Regions from separate parts of the Mus musculus genome. Here all the other regions are linked to region 1. The links are chromatin contacts, called in public Hi-C maps. All regions are on one chromosome and are shown on one strand. The core of a region is the stretch at or near the end of the contact, and the rest is flanking DNA. Distances in the headings are between cores, read along the strand shown. Region 1 has its middle 44 kb from the start of Gm41335. Region 2 has its middle 270 kb from the start of Gm41333. Region 3 has its middle 200 kb from the start of Gm41333. Region 4 has its middle 100 kb from the start of Gm41333. Region 5 has its middle 40 kb from the start of Gm41333. Region 6 has its middle 9.8 kb from the start of Gm22521.

Region 1 (3,197 bases), core at 179-2,678:
CTGACCTCTACAGGCACCAGACATCCATATGGCACACATACATGAGGAAAAAACACTCACACATGTAATAAAATAAATTCTAAAAAATAAAATAAAATTAGTCAATTACTTCATTCAATCATTTTCACACCTGCAAGAAAGGCTGAGAAAGACCCTGTTAAAGATGCTTGAGGCTCCGTGGTGGGAAAGAGACACTGTCTTTTTTTCTGGTGGAAGTTACAATATAGTGAATCGAAATAATTGAGAACATTCTTAAGAATGAGTGTTGCAAACCAGAATTCCTGACACACACAGACACATCATCATTGGTGTAATGACTCGATTTGATATTTAAAACGATTGCACTTAAAAGTATTTTTAAGAAACAAAATGTCTAGTACATATTTAATGATCAAATAGAGAACTTAAAGGAACCACAACTTCCAGGCAATAAATCTAGTAAAAAGCCTAAGAGACATGCCAAGGACTATGCCAGGAATTATCTGTCTGATGCTTGTGATACCTAAAAGTGACTATTACTCCCATGTGGAAATCTGACTTTCCTTCCCTTCATATTCCTGCTGAGGCAAAAACTCAGGCAAAATCAGCAAGCAGTGGAGGTTGAAGTTTTATGGTGGGAGACTAAGCAAAGAGTCTACCATGAACCCTTGAGAGTCCCACAGAAAACTAGGGGTGGGCCTGGGAACTGGAATCAGGAATCCCAACTGCTACTTCCTGCTTCCAATCACCCTCCCAGGAGAGCTGCCCCCGCTGTGTCTGAGTGGAAGAAAGGCTGAGAGCATCCCTGAAAAACCAAGTTCTTTTCATAAATTCAGTCTTCTGGGGTGAAACAGCAGAAAACAAACAAAGGAACTGTGGGCTTTAGAAAGTAACATTTCCCTTTCATCAGCTGGAGGGCAGTGGCCAGAGAAAGAGACAGTAAAAGCAGCCACACTGCTTGCTGGCCACAGAAGACGAAGTCCCAATGTGCCTTGAACACTCACCCACCAGCTTAGGAGTTCTGTCATGCTCAGAATAACGTGGTTGTACAACAAGGGCTTCTGTTTCTCCCTAATGAGTTGATTATATCCTGTCAGAAGAGTCATAAGGCCATCAAATGTCAAGTCCATTTTCTCAAACATATTATTTTCATAGCAGCTGGGCCTGACTCACTCTCAAAACAGGGCATCCCATTGTTCCCTTCAACAGATAATGCTGGAGTGAAACTCAATTAAAAGAGAAAGGGAAGGGGCTTAGAGGACACATGATCCCGATTCATGCAAGTTTACAATTTGCTGTTTAGAAGCCAATTCTATTAGGATGGTTTGGTCACTTAGTTCACAATTAGTTCCTAATGCCGGAGGAAATAGACATGGAATGTGTTGTTCACCCCCAGGACTGTTTCTCATAAGGGAGGGAGGGCATGGTGTTAGTCACTGCCTGATGCTAGAAAGAGAAGGCCGGAAGTGAGAGATGTGAGTACTAACTCTAAGCATCCCAAGACAACCCTCTGACTATACCTGGTTTATCACATTCCCCAAAGACACAGATATAATATTAACACTAAACTTTACGAATCAGACAAGCAGAGTATTGGATACTCATATCCCAAATGGTTATGAGCATAGTGATGTATTAGACATACTAATAATTAGATCACAGTTGTTAAAAGAATAAGCAGCCTAAGATACCTATGACATGCTACAGAAAAAGTTCAATGAATGATAATTATTATTTTAATCATGATAACAAAACTGGAAATCAATGAAGAAAATGGCAGCCATGAATCAAGGACTGTGACCAAGACTCTGAAGCAGTGATTCTCAACCTTTCTAATGCTGCAACCTTTTAATGCAGCTCCTTACAGTGTTCTCATGATCCCCAACTATAAAATTATTTTATTGCTACTTCATAACTATAAGTTTGCTATGAATCATAATGAAAATATGTAACATTCAAGATATCTGCCCTGTGAGGGTCACGACCACAGGTTGAGAACCACCACTATAGGAGGCTGTGTGATCAAGAGTCATGAGTTCTGAAGCAAAAACCAAATAGTTGTCTCACATTTATATTAATTAATCTACTATATAGCAAGTTTGGCAACACAGACCGTCCAGTGATGATAAAAGAAAGTACATGTCCTACCTACCACCCAGCTCCTATCACCAAAATTGGTAACTTATCTGATCATTTGTTTTGACTTGTTTTCATTTTTCTGTAAGGTGCCAATACAGCAGGCAGATTTTAAAATATCTCTATGACTCCTAGCCTCTGTGCAACGTTTCTTATCACTGATGCAGTCAAATACTAACACAAGTACCACTGATGAGCGATTTCCATGGATACTGGGAAGATGACCCCAATATAAACAATTGTACCTTGTGTAAGCACAGAGTTTCCTGGAGCTGACATCTGAAAAGAAAGTCAGAGAGTGAAAACATGTTCTGACATACTGATGCTTGTTCGGAACTGAAAATAGATACAGAACAAGGAACAAAGAAGTCCACAGAAGCTGAAGACCTGCAGGAAAACAAGAGCTAGTTAGCAGTCCTATAATGACTAGATCTTACAATGAAATGAAATGTTTCCAACAGAATGGGTTTGGGACAGGATCTTTTGAATGCATCTCAATGTCAAAACCGTGGTGCTCTGTGCAAACTGAGACATGTATGACACAGTACACTTCTGAGCTGAAACGTGAGAATTAATTATTAGGTATTGTTTTAAGCCGCAAATTTTGTCATATATCAATAGAAAGCTATGAATATCTTGAGAGCTGCAAATGACAGAAATTTCATTAAGTTCTCTTGCCTCTGAACAAGACTGAGCTATCTAGCTAAGCCTAAGGACTCACTTACATCCTATGTCAAATATTGGCATGTGTGCACATATGTGCATTTATGCGAATGCGTGTACACACACACACACACACACACACACACACACACATCAGGCTTCTGTTCAAAATAGTTGGATAATTAAGGCAAAAAGTTACATATTTTATTTGAAGTAACTATTTACTTCCCCAATTCACTTTTTCTCAGCCTGTCATTTCTTCAGTGAGTATTCATTGAACAACTATCACGTGCCAGGCTACAAAGATATGACTTAGTTTACCAATGTAATGTTCAATGTTCAATGAGGTAGTAGGCTAGGATGCAGCGACAAAGCAAGCCTAGACCCTTAGACATCAAGGAAGGTTTCTCAGAGTTTGT
Region 2 (3,197 bases), core at 644-3,143, 1.0 Mb before region 1:
AATTTTGCTTCTTTTATGAATCATGATATAAATATCTGATATGAAAGATGGTCATAGTTAATCCCTGTGAAAGAGGCATTCAACCCTCAAAGGGGTCATAACCCTCAGGTTGAGCACTGTGGATTTAGAGTGTCAAAAGGATCTATGGAGGATGTTATACAAGAGAAAATGCACCATGACAGTAAATATGGGAAACCATAAAGAATTTTGCATTGTTGGAGCACAAGGTACAAAAGGAGACTTCAGGAAGGATGTGTGGGAGGAAGGCCAGGTTCTGGAAGTTGTCACATGAAAGATTTTGGACTTTATCCCGAAGGCTGAAATGAGCCAAATTGAATTTGAAGTAGTCCAGTGCCCACTGAATTGGGCATCTGTTGGGAAGAGCCAACCAATGGAAGCTCTAGGGAGGGTAGTCTGGAGGTGGAGGTGAGGAAGGAGGTGAAGACTGATGGAAGGGAGCCACTGTGGTTGTAGGCAATGTAAACACACTTGAGTGGCTCAGATGAGAGAAAATAGATGACAGTGACAATAACCATAATAATGGAAGGATTTTTAGATACTTTCAGGAAGGAAGATAAACAGACTGAATGATTAGGTGACTGTTGGTAGAGGAGCAAGCGTCCTATAATGCTTGCAGGAATTTCTAGATGGGCTGGAAGATGCTGTCTTATCCATTGCCATTGCCATTCCTGTACTGAGAGGATAAGGTTTTGTAAAGGGAAAGCAAGCTGATTTACTGGCAATGTCTTTCTATTATTTTTGTGTAGTATTCAAGATGGCTGATTAGCCACTTATGGTTGTTTCTTCTTCTTCTTCTTCTTCTTCTTCTTCTTCTTCTTCTTCTTCTTCTTCTTCTTCTTCTTCTTCTTCTTCTTCTTCTTCTTCTTCTTCCTCCTCCTCCTCCTCCTCCTCCTCCTCCTCCTCCTCCTCCTCCTCCTCCTCCTCCTCCTTCTTCTTCACAGGCACTCTATAGACATCCTTGTACTTAGGTGTGATTGTGGAATCAACTCTAAGGGAAAAGCTATTTTCACTTTCAAACCCAGGCTATACATACTTCTGTTTGCTTTTATGTGATCTGCCTTTGAAAGGCTGGATTTGTCGAAAGACATTGTGTGAGTTTGGTTTTGTCATGGAATACTTTGGTTTCTCCATCTATGGTAATCGAGAATTTTGCTGGGTATAGTAGCCTGGGCTGGCATTTGTGTTGTTCTGCCAGTCTGATGAGCATAGACTTGGGAGGAAAGGAAATTCCCTATTCACTGTGTGGACAAAAGCTAGCCACCAATTTAGGAATAGAAACTTCAGACATTATAGTAGCAAGTGATTTGCTTTTATGATGTTTGTTACAGCAATCAGCTACCTGTGCATGATTGATGTACCCTTCTTGTTTCAGAGAGGAAAGACGGTGAAGCATAGCTGATAAATGTTAGGTCCAGACCCATTACGTCTCATCCATAAATGAGACTTCTTAACTTGTATTCTCCGAGAGAGAGAGAGAGAGAGAGAGAGAGAGAGAGAGAGAGAGAGAGAGAGAGAGAGAGAGAGAGAATGAAGTTAGTTGGTTTTCTTTTTTTTTTTTTTGGTCAGTATATTTTCTTCTAGGCACAAATACACAGAGGTCTAAGCAATCCATCCAGTTTGGAAGGAGATAGATTCCCACTCTCCACTTCTCTGCTCCTTAGAAAATAAGATGATTTTGGGGAAGAGAAAGAAGTTATCAGAAGACAACTGAGACAATTCAATTAAGTAAACTTTTACTGGTTCCAAGTTAGCTTTGGTACATATCAGATGCCAGAGTGAGCCTTGGGCTGTATTTGGACAGGAGAGTGTTGAGCCAACCCAGGCTCCTCCTTTTTAACACCATGCCATCCTCCCGTTGCCCTGCCTCTCATTTCCTTTCCATTTCACTATGCTTCAGCCATACTAGCCTTCTTTCTGTTCCTCAAATGCTGTGGCGTTTCTTCCTATCTTGGGGAAGTCACAAGTGCTGTTTCATCCCTTGGGAATGAATACCCACCCCTTCAGTTGCTAATCCTTATGCTTCCTTTTCCTCATCCTTATGCTTGCTCTTAAGTATCTTTTTATCAGTAATGGGCTCCTTGACCCCCGACCTTGAGATATACCCTGATACGCCCACATATTTCATTCTGGACTTCTCCTTTGTGGCAGTCCTCTGACCTGTGATTGTGTAATCTTTTGCCCTGTGCCCTGCTCTATCCAATAGAGTGTCAGGTTTTCTTTTCTTTTCTTTTTTTCTTTTTTCTTTTGTGTTTTTTTGTTTTGTTTTGTTTTGTTTTGTTTTGTTTTGTTTTGTTTGAGACAGGGTTCCTCTGTACAGTCCTGTCTGTCCTAGAACTCACTTTGTAGACCAAGCTGACCTCAAACTCAGATATCTGCCTGCCTCTGCCTCCGAAGTGCTGGGATTAAAGACATGCACCACCACCGCCTGGCCTGAGTGTCAGCTTTTCAAGGGCAAGGATCATGCTGGAGTATTCTTTCTGCCAAGAGACCTGAGCATAACACCCCAAATAGTGGGTAAGCAGGAAGCAAATATTTTTTTTTCTTGACAAAAATAATATTTTTAAAGTAAGCCATTTTCCAAGTGGCTTTATGAAAAACAAACTAGACACTGTGAAATTCTGAAATAAATCATCCACTATGTAGTTAGATACTTAGATAAATCTAAACCAGAATGTGAGAAGCATATAGTTTCTCCTGGCTGTGTTGTCAGTACTGAGGACATCATTGGTCCCTGAACTCTACTGGGGACTTTTTCTTGGGTGCTTTCATGATGGTGACTTGATGTGGCAGTGTAACTTGGTTCTGAAAGAGGGAGAAAGAATAGTAGAGTTTCAATTGGTAACTCCCTCCTTTAGTAGCTAAGCCAGTTTGGGAGATATCAAGCCTTGGCTTCCTTCCTTGAAAATGGAGAGCTTATCTTTCCAGAGTTTACGAATAGGCTATTTGCAAGACACACATGTGCACATGTGGATGTCTATGTCTCATAGGAAGTTTGGCACTTAGCAGGGACTCAGGAAAGTTTAATAGACCATTGACTATGAGGGTCAGGTTCAGATGCTGAGTCATAACGCACGTGAACTGACCGGTCTGAAGCTGTTAACGAGGCACATGAGTGCTTTATCCTTTACTAGTGAATGAAGATACTGATTTACTCCCAAAGGCAAAGGACAGAAGAA
Region 3 (3,197 bases), core at 465-2,964, 940 kb before region 1:
GCATTTTAATACATATCACCAAGTTACCCCAAGAAGGGTTGTATAAATGCTACAGAACACACAAGAGGGATCAGGACACACATCTTTTTTTTTTTTTTTTTTCTCCTCTGTATTCACATGGACCTGTCTGCCAGAGTGGTTTTCTCAGGATATCTCTTGGTGCTATTAAACAAATTAAGTGCTCTCTTATTAATCCATTTTTCTTCAGGGGATTCCATCATTATTGAAAAGACATATAGACCCCCTCCCCACCTAGTCATTCTAACTGAGATGCCCTAGATGCCCCAGTTTCCAGTTGGCATCATGATGCATCAGAAGCTAATGTACCCAGACCATCTGAGCTCAGCACACACCACAATAGTTCATTCAACCCCAGATTTGAGAGGAGTAAGAGGCATGTGCTTTTTAAAAGTTGTTACCATTTATTGATCATGTACTATGGGGTCAGAAGTTTCCAAATGCAGAGTCATTAATTATCAATAAAAAGTCATCCTTGCTTTTGAAGGCATCATGGGAAAATCAGGTTCATATGAGAAGGTGCTACAATGTCTACTTTGCAGACAACACAAACTTAGTTGGGAAGAAAGACCTATAGTTTGCTTGAATAGCCCCCATGATGCTGTGTCTATCTCAGCAGAAGAACGAGCACTAGAACATGAGCACCCATAAGTGTGGGTTCCAAGAAAGGTTGCCAAATACAGGGAAAATGGAAAGACCACTTTCTTTTCTACCCTTCAGTGATTTCTCCTTAATCACACACAAAAAAGGGAGTATTTTAGGACTTATTAGGTAATATAATGTCTTTCAATAGACTTGATAGTTTATTTAAAGAGATGTCATGTACATGTCCAGAATTTTCATAACAATTCAAGAACAGTGGCAACGCTTGCTCTGTAGCTAAAATACAGTTGCAGTTAGATGCTTTGCTTATCAGATAATGCTATCGAGCCCTAGACTGACTCTTTATGCCAAAGGACCTCCTCTTACTCCTTGCTGTGTCTCAGCAGTAGGAGGGGACTTGGCAGATATTAGAAGCTCAGTAGATAAGTAATTGAATTAACAAGAAGTGAGTGACCCAGAGAATTCGGGAACTATCTGATTATGCTTAAACTTTAAGACTACCATTTCTAAAGGCGATTTCTGTCTTGGACTTTGAGAAATGAAATCAGAATATTTCATGTCTATAAAGGGGATAAGAACGAATATTTGTCAAACCTTGCCATATTCCCAGTGCCATGCTCTTAATGACATGTAATCCTGTCAGTGACCACAGGAGGCAGATTTTATTACTGACATTGACAGATCTAAGTACCTGGACTCAGAGAGGTTAAGTAGTCAGTCACAGATCACATGGTGAGAAGGCAGGATAGCAATTTCTTATAAATTTCACCCAGATCCACACTGCCTCCAGTGCTCTGCATCATCCACTTGGTGAAGATTTGAAAAGATTTTTTTTTTTTTTTTTTTTAGTGAAAGGAGGAGGAGGAGCAAAGCCACAGTGTAGAAGAGGACGAATGCACTTTTCAACCAGGACAGTTAGAGTCACCGAGTTTATAGAGTCCCAGTGGGATAGATTAGCATGCGGAGGATGTAATGACAGGGTCTGTGAACATTCCTAGATTGAAGAGTCTGTGCCTGTCTCCCTGCTTCACCAGCTCTCCTTGCCTCTGATTTAATTATATGCTCAGGGTACACATGCCTCTGGAATTGCAGGCCATGTCTTGCTTCCCAGGAAGGGTTATTGGTTAGATGACAGTCAGCCTATGGAATGTAGGGGGTGGAGCTGGTGTGTGTGTGTGTGTGTGTGTGTGTGTGTGTGTTACTGGTTTGTCTTGTCCCTTAGCAGAGTAGATGGAGTTGAATCATTGTCAACCAAGGCTCCCTCATTCCCTCATTCAAACATACTGGTTAATTATGCTGACTATGTGAAGATGACTATTTTGTTCAATAGAAAGAAAGCCAATCTGAGTGCCCACTCTGAAGGACATGGTCTTTAGCTCAAAAATCTGTATAAAATCTGATCCCAGTAAGGTCCAAGATAAGGAATCAACCTGGACATTCAGAGACTTGTTTCTCAGACCTTGAGCTGGGAAGCTCTTAGAAGTGGGATTGTTGGAGACTATTTTATCTGTTATGCTGAAACCTGAGTTTCTGAGTAGGTCAGTGACACAGCAGTGTACAGAGCTGAGCCGCAGAAAGGAACCCATGAGCACAAGGCGCTGTAATCCTTGTACCACTAAGCCTTCTACAACTCTGTTAAGGTGACGGATGCACTGAACTCAGCACTGGAATTTAGAGCTGAGTTCAGAGTTCAGTGTAAAGTAAGACTTTAAATACAAAGATGGAATTTTTCCTTTTCTTTCCTTGAACATGGGTCCTCCCTTCAATTTCAAGTTGATGTCCTGGATATAGAAAGGACTGGGATTAGAACTGTGAGTTCGGATGCTAGATAGGCTGCCGATTCCTTTAAAATCCAAACACCTCTTCTTCTGCTCTGGTTCCAGGTAAGCACTTGGAAAATGAATTGCCCTTTCTGAATCTTCATTTCTTATTTCAAGAGGGGAAGTGCGGGAGTAAATGGAAAAGGCCTTCGGAAATATGAAGAACCAACTTCTGTCTTCCCTACCAGCAAGGATATATCTTGGTCTTCAATGTCTTTTTAAAGTACTTGTGTTGGATGACCACAGGGTTGGTGTGCATTTTCTTTTTACAATCTAGCCTACAACACCTTGAAATACAGGATCGCGATTCATCGGCCATGAGAAGCTAGAACCTGGAAGTTCCCTGGGGAAATTTTAGCCATACCTTATCAGCTAACTATTATTTCATAACAAACCACAACAACACTGGTGCTTAAAAAGTAATTATTATTTTTCTTGAGTCGACAGAGGAGCTGGACAGTTCTGATAATCCTGGGCTGGGTTTGGCTGGTCTTGTCTGTTCTTTTTTTTTTTTTTTTTTTTTTTTTTTCAGTTGCCAGCTGGTGGAACTAAGGGATGCTGGGCACTGGATAGCTTCAGCAGGGATTTATCCTGATCTTCACCAGGCTAGTCTAAGCTTGTCCTTAGGTTTCCAAGCAACTGAAGTATTGCTCAAGGTCTCTGGAGGCTGAGGCAAAGAACTGTTCATTTCTTCCATGTTTTCTTTTGCAAAGTAAGAGCTAAGGACAGGGCAGATGCAAGGTTGGGAATGTGGGC
Region 4 (3,197 bases), core at 418-2,917, 830 kb before region 1:
TCTAAACATGCTCTGGTAAAGGAGAAGGTTTTCAGCTTTTAGGAAAGTGGCATGTGACTGAAGAACAGAGGGAGTTAGCCTGCTGTCAGCGACAACTGCCCAAGTGGCCTCAGGAGGAAGAGATGGAGAAGCCTCTGCTGAGAGACACGCTCTTCCTTTACCAAGGGATAGAAATGGTAGAATAGGAACCTATACAAAATATCATTTCAAGGATCAAATGGAGTTTCTCTGATTGCAGCTGGAAACATCTACTTGCTAACGCTGGCGGGTGGGACTCCTGTTCCTACTAAACGCATCTAGTCAGACTAGCTTGCTTCATATTTGAATGCAGAGAGTTCAAGAGCAACCATCCAGGAACCAGCTCGAGTGGTCGAGGAGGTATGTGTCTCACTCAGCCCTGAGCTTGCTTCTTAGCTCTATTCTTCTTTTCAGTTATGTAATTTTGGCCAAATTACCAGATGTGGCTGAGCTCCTGTATCTCTGTACAACTGGATTAATAATTCCTGTCACAAGGAATTATTCTAAGTGCTAAAGAGACAGTGCATGCAAGAGGCTGGCGGTTGTATCTGAAACCTAGCATACATCAACAGAACTTAGTGTGTTATTGATGCTTGTTACCTGCACTGGCATGGCAGTGAGTTCTGCATGTATTTGGGATATTCCAAATTGAGCAGGAAAAAAAAGGTACGTCTGTTTTTAAAATAAGTTCCCATAAAAGTAAGATGAAGGCTATATAAATATTTCTTGAGTATTTATAAAATATTTTCTTATGGATGCATTATTTTAATTCATTAACATTTTAAGAATCACTGGACTAAATTATTGTTTTTTTTTTCCTTTTGTATTCATTTCTCCAGAGATTTCATCCAACCTCTGGAGAAAAGGGGAGAGACAAGAAAGCAGTGTTTTCACTTGATTGAGGCCAAGAACTGGGGGACTGGACAGAGCTAGGTTACAGCCCTGCCAAACGTTCCCTACCTACAGGCTTTGACCTATGTAATAGGAGATAAAACTTACAGTAATAACAATTATAACAATAACAGGTCTGTAGTGCTGAGCTCTCCACCTATTATTTCATGATTCATACAAACACCTTATGGGTGAGATGTCACAATCACGTGTAAGTCACGAGCAATATACCAGATGACATCAGCCACATACTAGGTTCATAGAAAAGGACCTCTGACAAGCAAGACTATCTTCTTACCCCTGCCTTGATTTTCTGAACATAGATGCAGATAGGTTCTGTCTATGTGGCTGCTGAGGAACTGGACTGAACTATTGAGTTAATCAGTTGGCTCTCAAGCCCATTTGTTTCCACAGGAGGCAATGGTAAAACTCATTGCAGTTCACAAACCCTCTGTCTTCTCAGCTCACAAGCATTGCCTCCTGGTTGGTTTGTGCTGGGGTAGAGTGAGTCAGCCAGTCACATGCCTGCTCTCAGGGCCACTGTCCAGGTGAGAGGCACAAATGCTGCTCACACTGCTCTTGACCAGCATATCAAGTGTTGCCCGGACCTGCAGGTCCTGCTTTTTCACTCCATGGATGGGCTGTGCTCTTTCACTTCGGAGAGAGCCAGCATTGTCAGCTCAACTGCTTCCTTGTGCTCAGTAGCTTGCTGAAGGGTGACTGGCTTGAGACCTTGTTAAAGCTACCCTGCCCCTGTTTTAAAGCATCACTGAGAGATGCTGGAGCTGAGTCACCGTCCACACAGACAGCTCATTGCCAAGATGTGCTGTGCTTTTCTGATGCAAGGAAGAGCAAGTTTCCATCCCTGCTGTAATGTCACCCCGCTGCACAGCTCAGGCCAATAAAGTTCAACAAACCAGTTTAGCCTGGGAGAGAAGGGGATGAAAGGCTAAAACACTCTTTGATGAAACCCGAGTCTTCCAGGTAAAGGGCAAGTAGCTGGCATGACGAGTGAGCAAAGACATCTTTTGGGAATCTCCCGTTCGTTCTGCCTTTCATCCTGACGCTCTTCTTCACTGGGTGATTTCACATGAAGCAAAAGTGTTGGCTCTCTACCCTTCTCCTTCCTGCCTGCCCCAGTAAATTGTGACCGATACTGTCTGAATCACTAGATTCTTTGGACACTCAATTATCTATGAGAAAACAATGTATCTCACTTCTGACTTACTGCAGATACGCTTAGCTCTTGCACCGAATGGTTTTAAAGGCCAGCAACACCTCCTCCCTAAACCCCTTCATTTAAATTATGTTTATTACTATGCTTGTTTACTCTCAGTCATCCCTCCTTGAGGAAGGGGATCTAAGCATGTGGGACCAGGCTTATTTTGCACTTTAGCTTGGTGGAGGATCTGCAGCAAATGAGCTAATCTATATTTACTGAATTATTAAACTGCTCCCCCACACACACTTTTCAATTGCTTTTCCTGTCCCCCAAATCAGTTTTGCTCCTGTCCCAACCACACAGCTCAATGTTGATAAACGAATAAGAGTTCAAATCAACTCATTATTTTCTGTCCTGAGCTTCCCTAGTCCTGTCTTTTCTTTGCGATGCATCCTCTTTGAGTGTAATTAGCATCAGGACTCTGTGCTGCTTGGAATCTTTCAGTCCTGTCACACAAGGTTTATCCCTGCCTGAAATGTCCTCTCTGCTATATTTTCTCTGGCAAACTTCTGTATGCTCATCTTATATAAGGAACCTTCTTGGAACACCCATCAGGCCCACTCCTCTAACTACAACTGACCCTTCTTTCCTTTGGATCCACAATGAAGTGCTTCAGTTCTGTTTTTTTCCCATTAATTTATCTGTTCACTGTACATCCCAATCCTAGCCTGTCCCCTGTTTCCTCCCAGTCCTGCTCTTAGAAATTTCTCTCCTCTTTACCCCCCCCCCCCCCTTCTTCTTAGAGAAGGGGAAGCCACCTTTGGGTACTTCCCTGCCCTGGGACATCCAGTCCCATGAGGAACTAAGCATATTCTCTCTCACTGAAGCCCAGTCAGGCAGACCATTTAGGGGAGTGGGATACAGTGGCAGGCAACAAAGTCAGAGATAGCTTCTGTTTCAATTGTTGGGGGACCACATGAAGACCAAGTTACACATCTGCTACAAACGCATAGGGGGCCTATGTTCAGTCCCTGCATGTTCCCTGGTTAGTGGTTCAGTCTCTGTGAGCCGCCATTGGCTCAGTTTAATTGAGTATATAGATCTTCTGTGGTGTCCTTGACCACTC
Region 5 (3,197 bases), core at 465-2,964, 770 kb before region 1:
GGAATTTTTCCCCTGTACCCATATCTTTGAGGCTTTTCCCTACTTTCTCCTCTATAAGTTTCAGTGTCTCTGGTTTTATGTGGAGTTCCTTAATCCACTTAGATTTGACCTTAGTACAAGGGAGATAGAAATGGATCAATTTGCATTGTTCTACATGATAACCGCCAGTTGTGCCAGCACCATTTGTTGAAAATGCTGTCTTTTTTCCACTGGATGGTTTTAGCTCCCTTGTCAAAGATCAAGTGACCATAGGTGTGTGGGTTCATCTCTGGGTCTTCAATTCTGTTCCATTGGTCTACTTGAGTCTCACATTTCTTAATGAAATGTCACAAATATTTGTATATCATTTTTGTTACATTAGTATTATATATAATCTAGAGATATTTTAAGTTTGAAAGAGAATATGAAGAGTATATGTAGATGTTCATAGTGTGTGTGTGTGTGTGTGTGTGTGTGTGTGTGTGTGTGTGTGTGTGTAGGAGATTTGAATGTATGGCCTGGGAACCTATAGAGTATTCTAGAAACAATCCCCCATGGATGCTTCAAAGTCTTATGAACTAACATCTCTGAATGTCAAGAAAACTCAAAAACTTATTTGAGAAGAAAGACTGAATAATCAGTTATGTATTTGCTGAAGAAATGATAATGTTTTTCTCTGGGCAATTAGACTTAAGATCTCTAAGGTCTTACAAGTCCAGACATTTTAACCAAATAAGAATCCCTTGTTCTTAAAAATGGGGAATGACTGTAAAAATCTGAGAACATAACTCTTGCCACATTCTTTCTTGTGGCCTTTGTTAGTCTCAAAAGCTTTACATTGAATTAGATATTTGGTAAATAGTTCTTAATAAATATATATTTGTTGTTAAATGCCAACATACGGTCAATGTCTATATAGCTTTTATAAAATAGGCAAAGTATTAATTTTATCATACAGGTAATAAGATTTAGTCAGAGGGAATTCAAATATACAGGCATAAGTGGGCACTGGGTACATGGTGATACTTTAGTTACCCTACCATAGTGACTCCTCTTAATTTCCTCTTAACTTAATTTCCTCTAGTGTGTTGGGCTTGACAGTCACAGCTGTCAGGAATATGAAGATTTTTGTTGTTCTTGTTTATCATGAGCCACGTTTGCTGCTTTAACCCTTTACACTCTTATAACACCAAGACAAATGGCTGACCCTGACAAGCACTTGTCAAGTAAATATCAATGAGAAACGTATAAAACCACTTAGTGGGCTCACAGGAGTTTCCCTAAGTGAATCAGAGGAAACAGAGAAAGGGACATCTAGCTGCCCATTAGCACACACTTTGAAGAGTCACAGATGTGATACCTTATAAAGTAGATTTGCATTCATTAAAGGTCACTTTCTGCTGAGTATTTGCACTTAACATGTAAGACATGAGAAGGCCTCTCTACCTCGTTCCTCCAATTTGTCTGCTCCATGATCAATATTGAAGTCTAGACAAAGACAACTGTAGGAACTTATCACTGCTTAATTCTCCATAAGATTGACTGGACTTCCTGGACATCTGGAGTTAGCAGCAGTGAGCTGTGTGCAGGAGTGACAAATGTCCTTATGACACATGAAGATTCAGTTATGGAACAGAATGCTTCCTGTTATTTTTATTGGCCATTCTACTGAGATCTTCCAGAGAGAAGTTTGTTTCTTACCAAATAAAAGAAATGCTACAGGGCTGAGTCATGGAGTTCAGTTCTTGAGAAAAGTCAGGGATGCATTTATCACATCACACTCTGTTAATGGTCTTGAAGCATCCTCTTCCTGCTAGGATCCCCATCTTCCATGGAGCCCCTTGCCTTCCATCTAAAATGCTGCTCAGTTTCTGTCATGTGTGGTAAAGTTATCTTTATGCTAGAGGTTTACGAAACCCCCTGGGATAGTCTCTGTGGAAAAACACAGCCAAGTTGTCCATTCTGCCTCCTGATTCTTACACATCCCTTACTATAGTTTCTTTTAAACATAGGGCTTCAAGAGGCCCAGGATCTACCCATTCCTTAAACTGTAGCCTGATGATGATCATTTACCCTTGATTCTCCTGCCTCTATCACCTACTAACTGCTGGAATTATAGATGTGTACCACCAAGCACAAGTGTCTCTTGTTTTGTCTATAGTACCTGTAAATGTGCCTCCATGTCACCTTTACTAAGTTTTAATTTAGAGCTAGGTTTTACATATTTAATTTCTTTCCCTCTTAATATTAATTTCTGTATTTGTGCAGACTAGTTTCTTTGGGCCCCATCTTAAGTACATATGGATATTTCTCTTATTTAGTAAAAGTGTATTTATAATTGCCTATATTTCAGACATTGTTCTAGCTAACCTTTTGCAGATACAATGCAATGAGAGGGAAATCTCTTTCATGGATCTGTTGATTTATTTGCAGGAGAAAAAATAAGCATATGAATTAAATAAGCAAGATAAGAAGCTTAAAGATAGACCTCTGTGGTGGGCATCAGTGGAGCAGAGAGTTGACCAGCAAAAGAGAACGTGATCAGGTAAATAAAGGATAAAAATCTAAAGGGCAAAGGCAAGGCAAATGAAATCAAGGAGAAAGAACTTGCTTTCCATGTTTGAAGAAATTTATGAGGCCAATATGGCACAGCCAGGAGTAGGAGAGAAGCTGGAGTTGTAACTCAGGGTTCTGATCTGATTCAACTATGTAAATTCCCTGAATCTTGTCCAAGGCTACACAACAATGAAACAGGAAAGTTCACTTTCAAAGCCAGGCAAGCCTGAGATTCTTCCTCAAATTTCATCATTTTCAAATGGTATAAGTAGATTAATATCTTTCATGTAAAGTAGATAGACCATTGCCTATGTGGTTTGAGTATGAGTGTTCTCCATAGGCTCATGTGTTGAATCCTAGATCCTTGGCTGATGGAGTTACTGTGGGAAGTGGTAGAGACTTAGGAGGTGAGGTATAGCTAGGGCAAGGTCACTTAGAATGAGACCTTGGGGGTATCTTGTTCCTGGACCCTTTCTGTCTACTCCTCTGCTTCTTGCCTTTTGTAAGGTTGCATTGCTGCCACAAATGACAGTTCCCACGATATCTTCTTATGTGTGTGGGGCTATAAGGCTGTGTGAATTTCTGAAACTGTGGGTCAAATGAATATTTTCTCCCTTAAGGTATTAATGTTAATCATACTATTATAATGACAAAGAAGATAG
Region 6 (3,197 bases), core at 359-2,858, 600 kb before region 1:
ACCTTAAAGATAAATTTGAAAATGTGTTATTTCCTTCTGATCAGAGAGTTCAAAGAGATACACTTATGTTTTACCCGGGATTGTCTCTGTCCTTCCTCCCGATGAGAAACACAAGCCTTGGTCATTGCCATGTGACAGGCTTCTACACATGCTGATTATTAATGAACTATCTGCTTTCACTGAGTAAGTTAGTATAAGTAGCATTGGATTCAGGAGTTCAGTGCCTATAGATGTGAACTCACATTAGAACTAGGGGACCCAGAACAGACTGACCATTTCCCTCTAGTGTGGAGACTTTTAGGACTCTGTGTAATCTTCTCAATTTATTTCAAAGTTGGTGTTTTAAAGATATTTCCAGGATTATCCCATCACGGTTATTTGGATTGCTTTTGGCTGTTTTACAAATCCACAAAGGTGCTTGTGGTAGGAACTTTTCTCAAAGCTCTCACAATGAGAAATCGCTGGTACAGCCTCCATCCTCTACCCCATTGTGAGTATGGGAAGTTATTCAAAGGCTTTTAGGTTGGCTGTATGCCAAGAGAGGATGACTGTTACCTGTAATCAGATTCTTCAAGCTCATTTCAATCCCCCCTAAGGACCCTACAAATTGTCTTTCCAGGCAAATTTAGGAATGATTGTCTGGAGCCATTCTAAAAATCTTGCTAATTTACTGATCCACTCCTGTCCTGTTTAGTTTATTGTTTATTATTTTTATTAATAGCACTTAAATTCACCTTGAAACGCTGAAACTGAAGAATTTCCTTGCATCAGGTGAGTGAGTCTGTTGTTTTATCTGTGACAGATTGTCTTGGTTAATAATCAGAATGAGAAAATCCAGTACAGTGAATGGCACTATCCTTAGGCAGATGAGGAAGCCAGAGACTTAACCAGTAAGTAGTACTCCTCTATGGCTTCAGTTTCTACCCTGACTTTACTCAATTATGGACTATACCCTGGAAGTATAAATCAAACAAATATTTTCACCCACCCACTAAGTTTGTTTTTCTTAGACTGTCTTGTTACAGAAGGAGAAAAAACAAGCTTGCACAAGCTCCTAAACTTTTCTCAGAAACGTAAAGGTATCATTGGACGTAAAGACAATTTCCAATGAGCTTTTCAACCCTTTGATTATCATGAATCATTGACAAATTGAACAAAAAGAGCCAAGTGTGCTTTATATGTAAACAAAATATTGGAAGAGTGGATTATTACAGCTCTCTTAAAATAGAGTTTCCTGGAAGAGTTCTGTGGAACATATGTATATTTATCTCAACTCTCATTTGAAATCTGAACTCCCACATGATGTCAGTTTGCTTAGGTCATTTAAACTCTCAAGGCCTGTGCATGAGCATTTTTAGAGTGAGGGGCAGTTGAGGAGACCTCTGGTAAGTTCTGTGTTAGCTACAACATTCAGTGATTCTAGTCTTTTGGTATTAAAGACCATTTCTTTGGATTTTGTTTTTCTTTTACTGAAAGTTCCACCTTACCCTGCAAAGCTCCTCAGCCAGAATAGACTAGATTTAAATTTGTAGGCTTATAATATTTCAGAGTTCAAAGGCACTGTCAGGTCACAGAGCTCAACTCTATGGTGATACATAATACCTTCTCCAACACCTCCACCAAGTGGCCAAGCAGTCTGTATTCCACAGGTAGGAGCATGCCTGTTGGTACTCACCACATCCATTCTATGCCAAACAGCATTTGCTCTAAACCTCCCTATGACTTTGAGGTTCTTTCTCCAGTTTTTCCCAAAGCAGGTGTCTCTCTTGTTTCACAAGGACACCTAAATTCTACCTTTATGCTCAATTTACTGTTTTTTTTTTTTCTTTTTAAACAAAGCATTTCTTCAGTCATTTGAAAATGATCAATCCAAACCCTTAGCTCTAGAAAAGGTAACTCGGCTCTTTGGATCTTTGGAGCATCCTTGTTCTGAGAGTGTCCCTAGTTCTGATCACTGTCTTCGTAATTTGGCACAGATTACCAACTTCCATTTGACTGCCTCTCAGTAATCAGTTAAGTATCCAAGTAATTTGGGATGGCAAAATTTCAAAGCTGGCTTTCATCAAAAACAAAAGAATCTGATAGGAAACTGGTACAGAAGCTGACGAAAATATAGAACCGAAGCGATGCTAGGAACAGAACAGTCATTTCTGTTGGGTATCTTGAGCCCCAACTTCAGTGCATTGCCTTCAGTAATATACTAACTCTCCCCGCCTGTGATGTTTAAGTTACCTTTAGAAGATTGACATCTAAGGAATTTAAGGTTTTTTTTTTTCATGTTGAAAAGTAGTTAATCAATACCTCAAATGGAAGAAATATTTCAGACATACTGTATAAGAAATAAAGTTATGGAAGGACTGAAGGAGCTGAAGGGGACTGCAACCCTATAGGGGGAAAAAAACAGTATCAACTAACTGGTCTCTCCAGGGACCAAGCCAAGCAAAGAGTATACATGGGTAAGTCCATGGCTCCCACTACATATGTAGGAGAGGATTGCCTTATCTGGCATCAACAGGAGCAGAGATGCTTGGTCTTCTGGAGGCCTGTTGTACCATCGAAGGAGGGTGCTAAAGAGGTGAGGCAGGATTGGGTAGGTGGGTGGGAGAGTACCCTATTAGAGGCAAAGGAAAGTGAAGATGGAATGAGATGTTTACAGAGAGGAAACTGGGAATGAGCACGTTTGAAAAATAATAATAAGTAAGTAAACTAAAAAAACACTCTCTTTCTACAAATAAATGGAAAGCATTAAAAAATCTGGCTCCCTAATTACTTTTCAAGAGAAACTACTTTTGAAATTTCTTTAGAGAGCAGATTTCCAGACTGAGACTACTAGACAGAAATACCACCGAATGGCAGAGTGTTTTCATGTCCCTCTGTAGGAGTATAGATGAGTCTTCTGTGCTTTACTCTTTTTCCTATGGTAGTTCATCCAGCTGACAAGGGTCCTTAGAAAGTGTTTGTTTTAGGCTGATGTACAATGCATATTAGGTCTAGGAGTGCTTTATAAATGAGAAGTGTGGAGCATTGTTGGTTTCTAGATAAACTGATTTTTGCACATATCTTTTGATTTGGCTGAGTCTCAACTGCTTCTCTTCTTCGAGTATATTCTCAGAATAGTTATTATTTGAAACATCTATCCCATACCACATACCACAAAGCCACATACTCCAGGAATAACCACTGTTATATATGACATG

Evidence for each region. A called contact is a pair of places that touch in the nucleus more often than the background predicts.
Region 2: a contact with region 1 is called in a Hi-C map of the N1E-115 cell line, with 15 times the contacts expected there. The contact joins two enhancer-like sites. A contact is called at or near these places in 1 of 484 Hi-C or Micro-C datasets (the N1E-115 cell line) and 1 of 115 datasets of contacts at active chromatin or transcription factors (pancreatic cancer cells).
Region 3: a contact with region 1 is called in a Hi-C map of the N1E-115 cell line, with 8 times the contacts expected there. The contact joins two enhancer-like sites.
Region 4: a Hi-C map of the N1E-115 cell line shows a contact between it and region 1, with 5 times the contacts expected there. The contact joins two enhancer-like sites. A contact is called at or near these places in 2 of 484 Hi-C or Micro-C datasets (the N1E-115 cell line and adipose-derived mesenchymal stem cells).
Region 5: a Hi-C map of the N1E-115 cell line shows a contact between it and region 1, with 3 times the contacts expected there. The contact joins two enhancer-like sites.
Region 6: a Hi-C map of the N1E-115 cell line shows a contact between it and region 1, with 4 times the contacts expected there. The contact joins two enhancer-like sites. A contact is called at or near these places in 1 of 15 datasets of contacts at CTCF or cohesin (pro-B cells) and 1 of 484 Hi-C or Micro-C datasets (the N1E-115 cell line).

What each region holds. Positions count from the first base shown.
Region 1 is chr15:63,399,468-63,402,664 of GRCm38.p6, forward strand. No RefSeq gene overlaps it. Among named protein-coding and RNA genes, the nearest start is that of Gm41335, 44 kb to the left of the region's middle. Within about 2 kb of position 1,429, at least 29 of the 459 cell types and tissues checked have an H3K27ac peak or open chromatin away from gene starts, as enhancers often do. A contact at or near this core is called in the N1E-115 cell line, where this site is marked.
Region 2 is chr15:62,399,253-62,402,449 of GRCm38.p6, forward strand. No RefSeq gene overlaps it. Among named protein-coding and RNA genes, the nearest start is that of Gm41333, 270 kb to the right of the region's middle. Within about 2 kb of position 1,894, at least 23 of the 459 cell types and tissues checked have an H3K27ac peak or open chromatin away from gene starts, as enhancers often do. A contact at or near this core is called in the N1E-115 cell line, where this site is marked.
Region 3 is chr15:62,463,942-62,467,138 of GRCm38.p6, forward strand. No RefSeq gene overlaps it. Among named protein-coding and RNA genes, the nearest start is that of Gm41333, 200 kb to the right of the region's middle. Within about 2 kb of position 1,715, at least 25 of the 459 cell types and tissues checked have an H3K27ac peak or open chromatin away from gene starts, as enhancers often do. A contact at or near this core is called in the N1E-115 cell line, where this site is marked.
Region 4 is chr15:62,567,859-62,571,055 of GRCm38.p6, forward strand. No RefSeq gene overlaps it. Among named protein-coding and RNA genes, the nearest start is that of Gm41333, 100 kb to the right of the region's middle. Within about 2 kb of position 1,668, at least 71 of the 459 cell types and tissues checked have an H3K27ac peak or open chromatin away from gene starts, as enhancers often do. A contact at or near this core is called in the N1E-115 cell line, where this site is marked.
Region 5 is chr15:62,627,552-62,630,748 of GRCm38.p6, forward strand. No RefSeq gene overlaps it. Among named protein-coding and RNA genes, the nearest start is that of Gm41333, 40 kb to the right of the region's middle. Within about 2 kb of position 1,715, at least 10 of the 459 cell types and tissues checked have an H3K27ac peak or open chromatin away from gene starts, as enhancers often do. A contact at or near this core is called in the N1E-115 cell line, where this site is marked.
Region 6 is chr15:62,801,358-62,804,554 of GRCm38.p6, forward strand. No RefSeq gene overlaps it. Among named protein-coding and RNA genes, the nearest start is that of Gm22521, 9.8 kb to the left of the region's middle. Within about 2 kb of position 1,609, at least 12 of the 459 cell types and tissues checked have an H3K27ac peak or open chromatin away from gene starts, as enhancers often do. A contact at or near this core is called in the N1E-115 cell line, where this site is marked.